2 separate regions of the Danio rerio genome follow, and region 1 is linked to region 2. Evidence: chromatin contacts called from public Hi-C data. All regions are on one chromosome and are shown on one strand. Each heading gives the region's core, a stretch centred on a gene start, on an enhancer-like site or on the middle of the called end of the contact. The rest is flanking DNA. Distances are from core to core; before and after follow the strand shown. Region 1 holds the start of erbb2 (erb-b2 receptor tyrosine kinase 2). Region 2 overlaps erbb2 (erb-b2 receptor tyrosine kinase 2).

Region 1 (2,925 bases), core at 350-2,849, 64 kb after region 2:
ATCAATATCACACAAAAAGCAGTGAAAAGAAATTCAATGAGTCAATCAAAATAAAAAAAACTAAAAATTGTGTCATGCAGAAAAGCTTCAAACCTATTAAACACCCCAGAAAACTCATAGTGTGCATATTTTTGTCAGTATTAGCAGATTCATTGTTTTATGTGTTGTTGAACTTAAATAAGAAAGAATAAAAAATAAAATACACATAAAGTGTTATAAAAACAATACTAATAATTCCCAAATGTACCAAAACATAATGGTAGGACTAAAGTAATAACATGCTTTATGTATTTACTATGACGTAAACAAAATAAAACTGAGCGTACTGTACTGTGGAATTGTATTGTTATTATTCAGTAGTAGCATACAAATGGTACAATAGTATCTTAAACAATTATACCATAGTGTTGACACAACAATTTTGTGTCTTTACTATAAATTCTTAACAATAACAATATATGATTTTTAAAGTGCTAATGTTGTTGTTAGTTGTTACCTTCATCGTGTTGTTGTTGCTGTCCTGAGCTAATGACTTGATTAACTGCTATTATTGTATCATTACCTATTGTTAGAAAACATACTTGTGTATCATTGTTATTATCATGTTGTTGTTGTTGTTGTTTCGTGATCATGACACATTTAGTTGTTATTGGATGTTATTGGTATGTTTGGTTGTCTTTTTGTAGTGCGCCATTCTAAATCGTTAGTGTGGGGTTCTTTCAGATGTGATACTGGAGTGATACTGACATATCAGGAATAGCGCCCATTAAACTCGTGAACTCTGGGCTGTCGGGTTTCAGCGCTATTGTCATGCAAAAGTTGCAAATCAAGTTTGTGTGACATACTTCACTTAAGACTAATGCGCCAACAGTACGAGAAAAAACCGACAGGATTTTCTGAACACAATTTAAACACGTTCAAGTAGCCTATGCAAAATAAATACAGATTTAAATAGTAGGCTAGTAAATCTGTCAACCTTTTTAAAAACAAGTAAAGAAACAAATCTCAGATTTCACATTCTGTCTACGCTGTAAAAACGCTGTATTTCACACAATTCCTTCATATTTTTACACATTTAAGTGGACTGAACATAAAACAATTAAGTTGTCCTAAAGAAAAGTCAAGAATTTGGCTGTTTCAGCTCATTTTAGTTGTTTAAGTAGTTTGAACAAGCAGCAAAAGTAACTTTTAGAACATAAATCTGCAACAAGCGACGCAACAAAATTAGTCTACAGGCCCCCAAAACTGGACTCTGAAGAGTGGCGTGAAAATGCGGTGGGCCCCGCGGCCAGTCGCGCCGCGTCTTCGGCACCGTAAACGGGTGTCAACTGCTTGAGTAGCACGCCATGTCTCCACGAGATTGTGTCCTGCTGTAGTTTGTTCGTCTAAAATTCCATTTCTGTCCATTGAATTTAAAACAATTTAATACGCAAAAACATAAATAGGAATTTATGGGATAGTCTGGGAATGTGTGGAGTTGACCAACCTTCTCTCCCTGTGGCGGCTGTAATGCCCAACAGCAGCAGGAGGACCCAGGCGAGCCCAAAACTTCTGTCCGCCTCCATCGATTATTCCTCCATTAGTTGATAATAATCCTTCAGTGCATACCCAGATCCAGAACACGTTACACAAATCTCCCACGTGTAGGTCCAAAGCGTTTAATAAACCTGTTTTTGGGCTCTTTGTTATTTCCCGAATACCAACAACTTCCTGGCAGGAGCGAATGCGCCCGACTTTCCAGTCAGTGTGCGCGCGCGCTCGTGTGTGTGTGTTTGTGTGTGTGTGTGTGTGCAATAATACGCGCGTTCCCGCGGAGGAGTGGCAGTACAGATTGACTCCAGCAACTCTACTGACACATTTGCCAATTATGCAGTATGAGGAGCAGCAGTTATCATGTTTTACTTCAGTGAATATCTCTCACATTTAAGTTCAAATAGCCCAAAGTTCAAAAAAGCTGCTGAGCATTTCCGCCGTTACTTCCTTGAAAAGAGTTCAGTTAACACGGGTCAAAACCTATTGGACTTTTGTTCCTCTTTGAAACACATACCAAATCTGAAAGAGTATATTCACAAAACTGTTAAAAGTCTAGTTTACTCACTATTTAGGCTACTCACCCTCAAGTGTTTCCAAACCTTTAGCAGTTTCTTTTTCAAAATAAGATTTGTTGATGTTGATGAAAACTGAATACCTGAAACCATTGACATCCATAAACAGAAAACAAATAGAAGTCAATAGTTACAGGTTTCCAACAGTTTACTAAATATCTTTTTTGATGTTCGACATAAAAAAAACTCAAACTGGGTTTTGACTAGTAAAGAGTGAATAAATGACAGGATTTTCAGTTTTGTGTTATATATCCCTTTAAGATATAAAACTATATGAATCAATGAGTCTTCTGACAGAATACATACAGTTTTATAAGATAAACAAATTTTGTGAATCAAAATGCGCCACACATTCTCTATTAGAAACAGGTCAGGACTGCAGGCAGGCCAGTCAAGTATCTGTATCCTCCTCTTCCTCCGCAGCCAGGACTTTGTAATGTGTGTAGAATGTGGTTTTGCATTGTCTTGTTGAAATATGCATGGGCATCCCTGGAAAAGAAGGCAGCATATTGCACTTCAAAATCTCTATATACTTTTCAGCATTAAAGGTGCCATCACAGAAGTGCAAGCCACCTTTGCCAAGGGCACTGACACAACCCCATACCATGACAGGTCCTGGGTTTGGGGCTTGTTGCTGGTAACATACTGGATTATCCTTTTCTTCTTTGGTCAGGAGCACACGGCGTCCATTTCTTCCAAAAATACCCGAAATACTGATTCATTTGACCACTGTTCATATTGTGTGTGATGGTCCATCCCAGATGCCTCATAGCCCAGAGCAGTCGATGATGCTTCTGGACACTGTTAACATAGGGCTTTC
Region 2 (2,700 bases), core at 166-2,665:
ATCATGTGCAGAGTTGGATGTAACCTGTTCCACAGTAATGCGTTACTGTATACTACAGTATTACATTTTTGGGGAACACAGTAATGTATTGAATTAATTCAAATTAGTGTAATTTCATTACAGTTACTAAAATCAATATCACTGCGTTATTTAAAGTACAAATATAGTTTTTAGAAGAAAAAATGCTTATTTTAAATCACGTTTTCCACTGCAGTATTACTTAATAAGAGAGTGATTAAAAAATTTGTGAGGAAAATGAGCTAAAATGTTTGTTGACGAGAGTGTTTGCTATTTCAAATGTAAATGCAGACATTTGATTTCATTGAGGGTAAAAACAAAAATACTGCTGTGAAATGCAGTCTATGTCTAGTCTCTAAAGAACTTTCAACTGCTTTCAAAGCAACTTCAAGCACTTGAATTCTACGACAATACTTGTCACCAAGGAGAACACCAGTGCCCAAAAACACAACGGACTAACTCAGCCTAAACAGGCTAAATCGGATTTTTGTGTGGGAGTGAAGGTATCTTTTAAATGCTGCCGTTTATTTTGTATTTTTTAGAGGTATATTTTATATGTTTCAAGAGTAACTTTGAAGTAATTAGTAATCTGATTACTTTTTACATGAAGTAATTAGTAATGTAATCAGATTACTATTTTCCAGTAGTAGTCAGTAATTTGTAATCTATTGCTTTTTAAAAGTAACTTACCCAACACTTGTCATGTGACATTATCACAGCACACATTCAGCCTATTTGAACAAGGCTGCGTTCATTGAGTCATTCAAAACATTTGTACATCTTCACATGATTTTTCTAATGCTGTTGTTGAAGAGAATTGAACATTTTTAATCATTTGGACTATTTAGAGTCCTTCATGCATTAAATATTTTGTAATAGGCTTTATATAATTAGTTTCTTGCAGTGTTCCTGTTATATAAATTACACAGATCAATAATTCTTGAGATCAAAAAAGTAAAAGAATTGGGATGTGTAAATCTGAGCATATTTTCACAACAAAACAAAACAAGAAATGCCCTTAAATATTGTAAATTTTTGGAAAATGCGTTGCTAAAATAGTAATTTTAGACCAAAATAATTAGAAATTGTTCTATATTCCTGACCTTTAGAAAAACTCTGTTGCTTTTATATAAATTACAGTGAACAATAGTTTTTGAGATTAAAAAAGTTAAAGTAAAAGCATTTGAATCAAACAAGCAAACACACTTCAATCATGATGGTTATGGTCATTACAAGTGAGCACTAACATTTGACCATGATCATGTAGACTTCTTTGGTGCAGTTGCACGGCTGTGAGAGTCGCTCCCCGGCCTCCAGCAGCTCTGGAATGTCCCGCGCTTGAAAACTCTCATACGGCTTCATGCCAAAGGTCATCAGCTCCCACACGGTCACCCCTGAGATGGAGAGAGCTTATTTTAGAGCAGACGGTTGTTAAATACAGCAGAGTAACTGTAAACCCTGGCTGATACTGACCGTAGCTCCACACGTCACTTTGGTGAGTAAACTTCCGGTGTAATATAGACTCCAGCGCCATCCATTTGATCGGCACCTACTCCACACAAACACATGAACATTCTTAATATAACTTTGGAAAAAGCCTTATTATTTGCAGTTTTGTGACCTAATCTAAAGTGAGGACTATTTATGCTTCATAAATCCTTTATAAATGACAAATAAAGGCTCAGTTAAATTCTAGACAGGAAAAATGACATTATTCATTCCTATTCAATTAAAGATACACAAATGAAACTGTACTTCAAATAAAAAATAAATCTTTGCAACCTGATCTAAAATAAAATCACTGTAGAGTTTAAACATTGCATTTTATTACATTGTTTAATTATTATATTGTTGTTTTATCCAGTTTTGTTGTGTTTTGACACTCCTGTTATTCAGCAATTTTAAAACTTTACAGTCATTTTACATTTTAGAAAAGATTGCTAAGATTATTGTTCATTTAATTCAGAGCCTTTATTTGTCATTTATAAGGGATTTATAAAGCATGAATAGTCCTCACCTTAGATTAGGTCACAAAACTGCATGAACTTGAGTTAATAAAGCATTTATTAACATATTAGTTGACAATTAGTATATGCCTGAATAATAAGATATATAAACGTTGATTTAAATAGTTTTTTAATCATTTACAAACTCATTCTGAATGATCCTAAAAACCCTCAACTACTCTTAAATACAACTGGTTTGTAAATAATGCAATACTTAATTTAGTAATGAAAAATAAATCATTAACTAAGTATGAAAGTACACTCATTAAGCACATTATATAGCTGCTTATAAGACAATAATAGAGAATTTGTAGCTGCAGTTATAAACTGCTTACTAACGTTTATTAATGTAGAGTTAATGCTTGACAGATTATGAATTCACTATTTGCTAATGCTTAATAAATGATATATAGTGTGTAGTTATTAAAAAGTGTTACCTTATTTTCTATGGAATTATAATTTTGGTTTGAGTAAAACATAATTTTTAATATTTTGTTTAATGACCTACTGATTCCATGTCTTGAAACAAAAATGAGACCAGTTTTAACAAAACTGTCAATTGGTTTTTCTATCATAACAAATGAAATCATGTGCTATGTAGACCAATTATTTTTGTACTTACATATACAGTTAAAGTCAGAATTATTAGCCCCCTGTTTATTTTTCCCCAATTTCT

The links. Hi-C and Micro-C count contacts between places; a contact is called where the count stands out from the background.
Region 1: a Hi-C map of an unstated tissue shows a contact between it and region 2, with 2.0 times the contacts expected there. The contact joins the promoter of erbb2 here to the enhancer-like site in region 2. A contact is called at or near these places in 2 of 18 Hi-C or Micro-C datasets (caudal fin and an unstated tissue) and 1 of 4 datasets of contacts at active chromatin or transcription factors (caudal fin).

What each region holds. Positions count from the first base shown.
Region 1 is chr12:9,992,854-9,995,778 of GRCz12tu, forward strand. It overlaps erbb2 (erb-b2 receptor tyrosine kinase 2), which reads right to left and starts at 1,600. Exons shown (of 27, transcript NM_200119.2): 1 at 1,487-1,600. The coding sequence starts at 1,565.
Region 2 is chr12:9,928,971-9,931,670 of GRCz12tu, forward strand. erbb2 (erb-b2 receptor tyrosine kinase 2) reads right to left here. Exons shown (of 27, transcript NM_200119.2): 22 at 1,492-1,567; 23 at 1,266-1,412. Among named protein-coding and RNA genes, the nearest start is that of kcnh6b, 56 kb to the left of the region's middle. Within about 2 kb of position 1,416, at least 12 of the 62 cell types and tissues checked have an H3K27ac peak or open chromatin away from gene starts, as enhancers often do.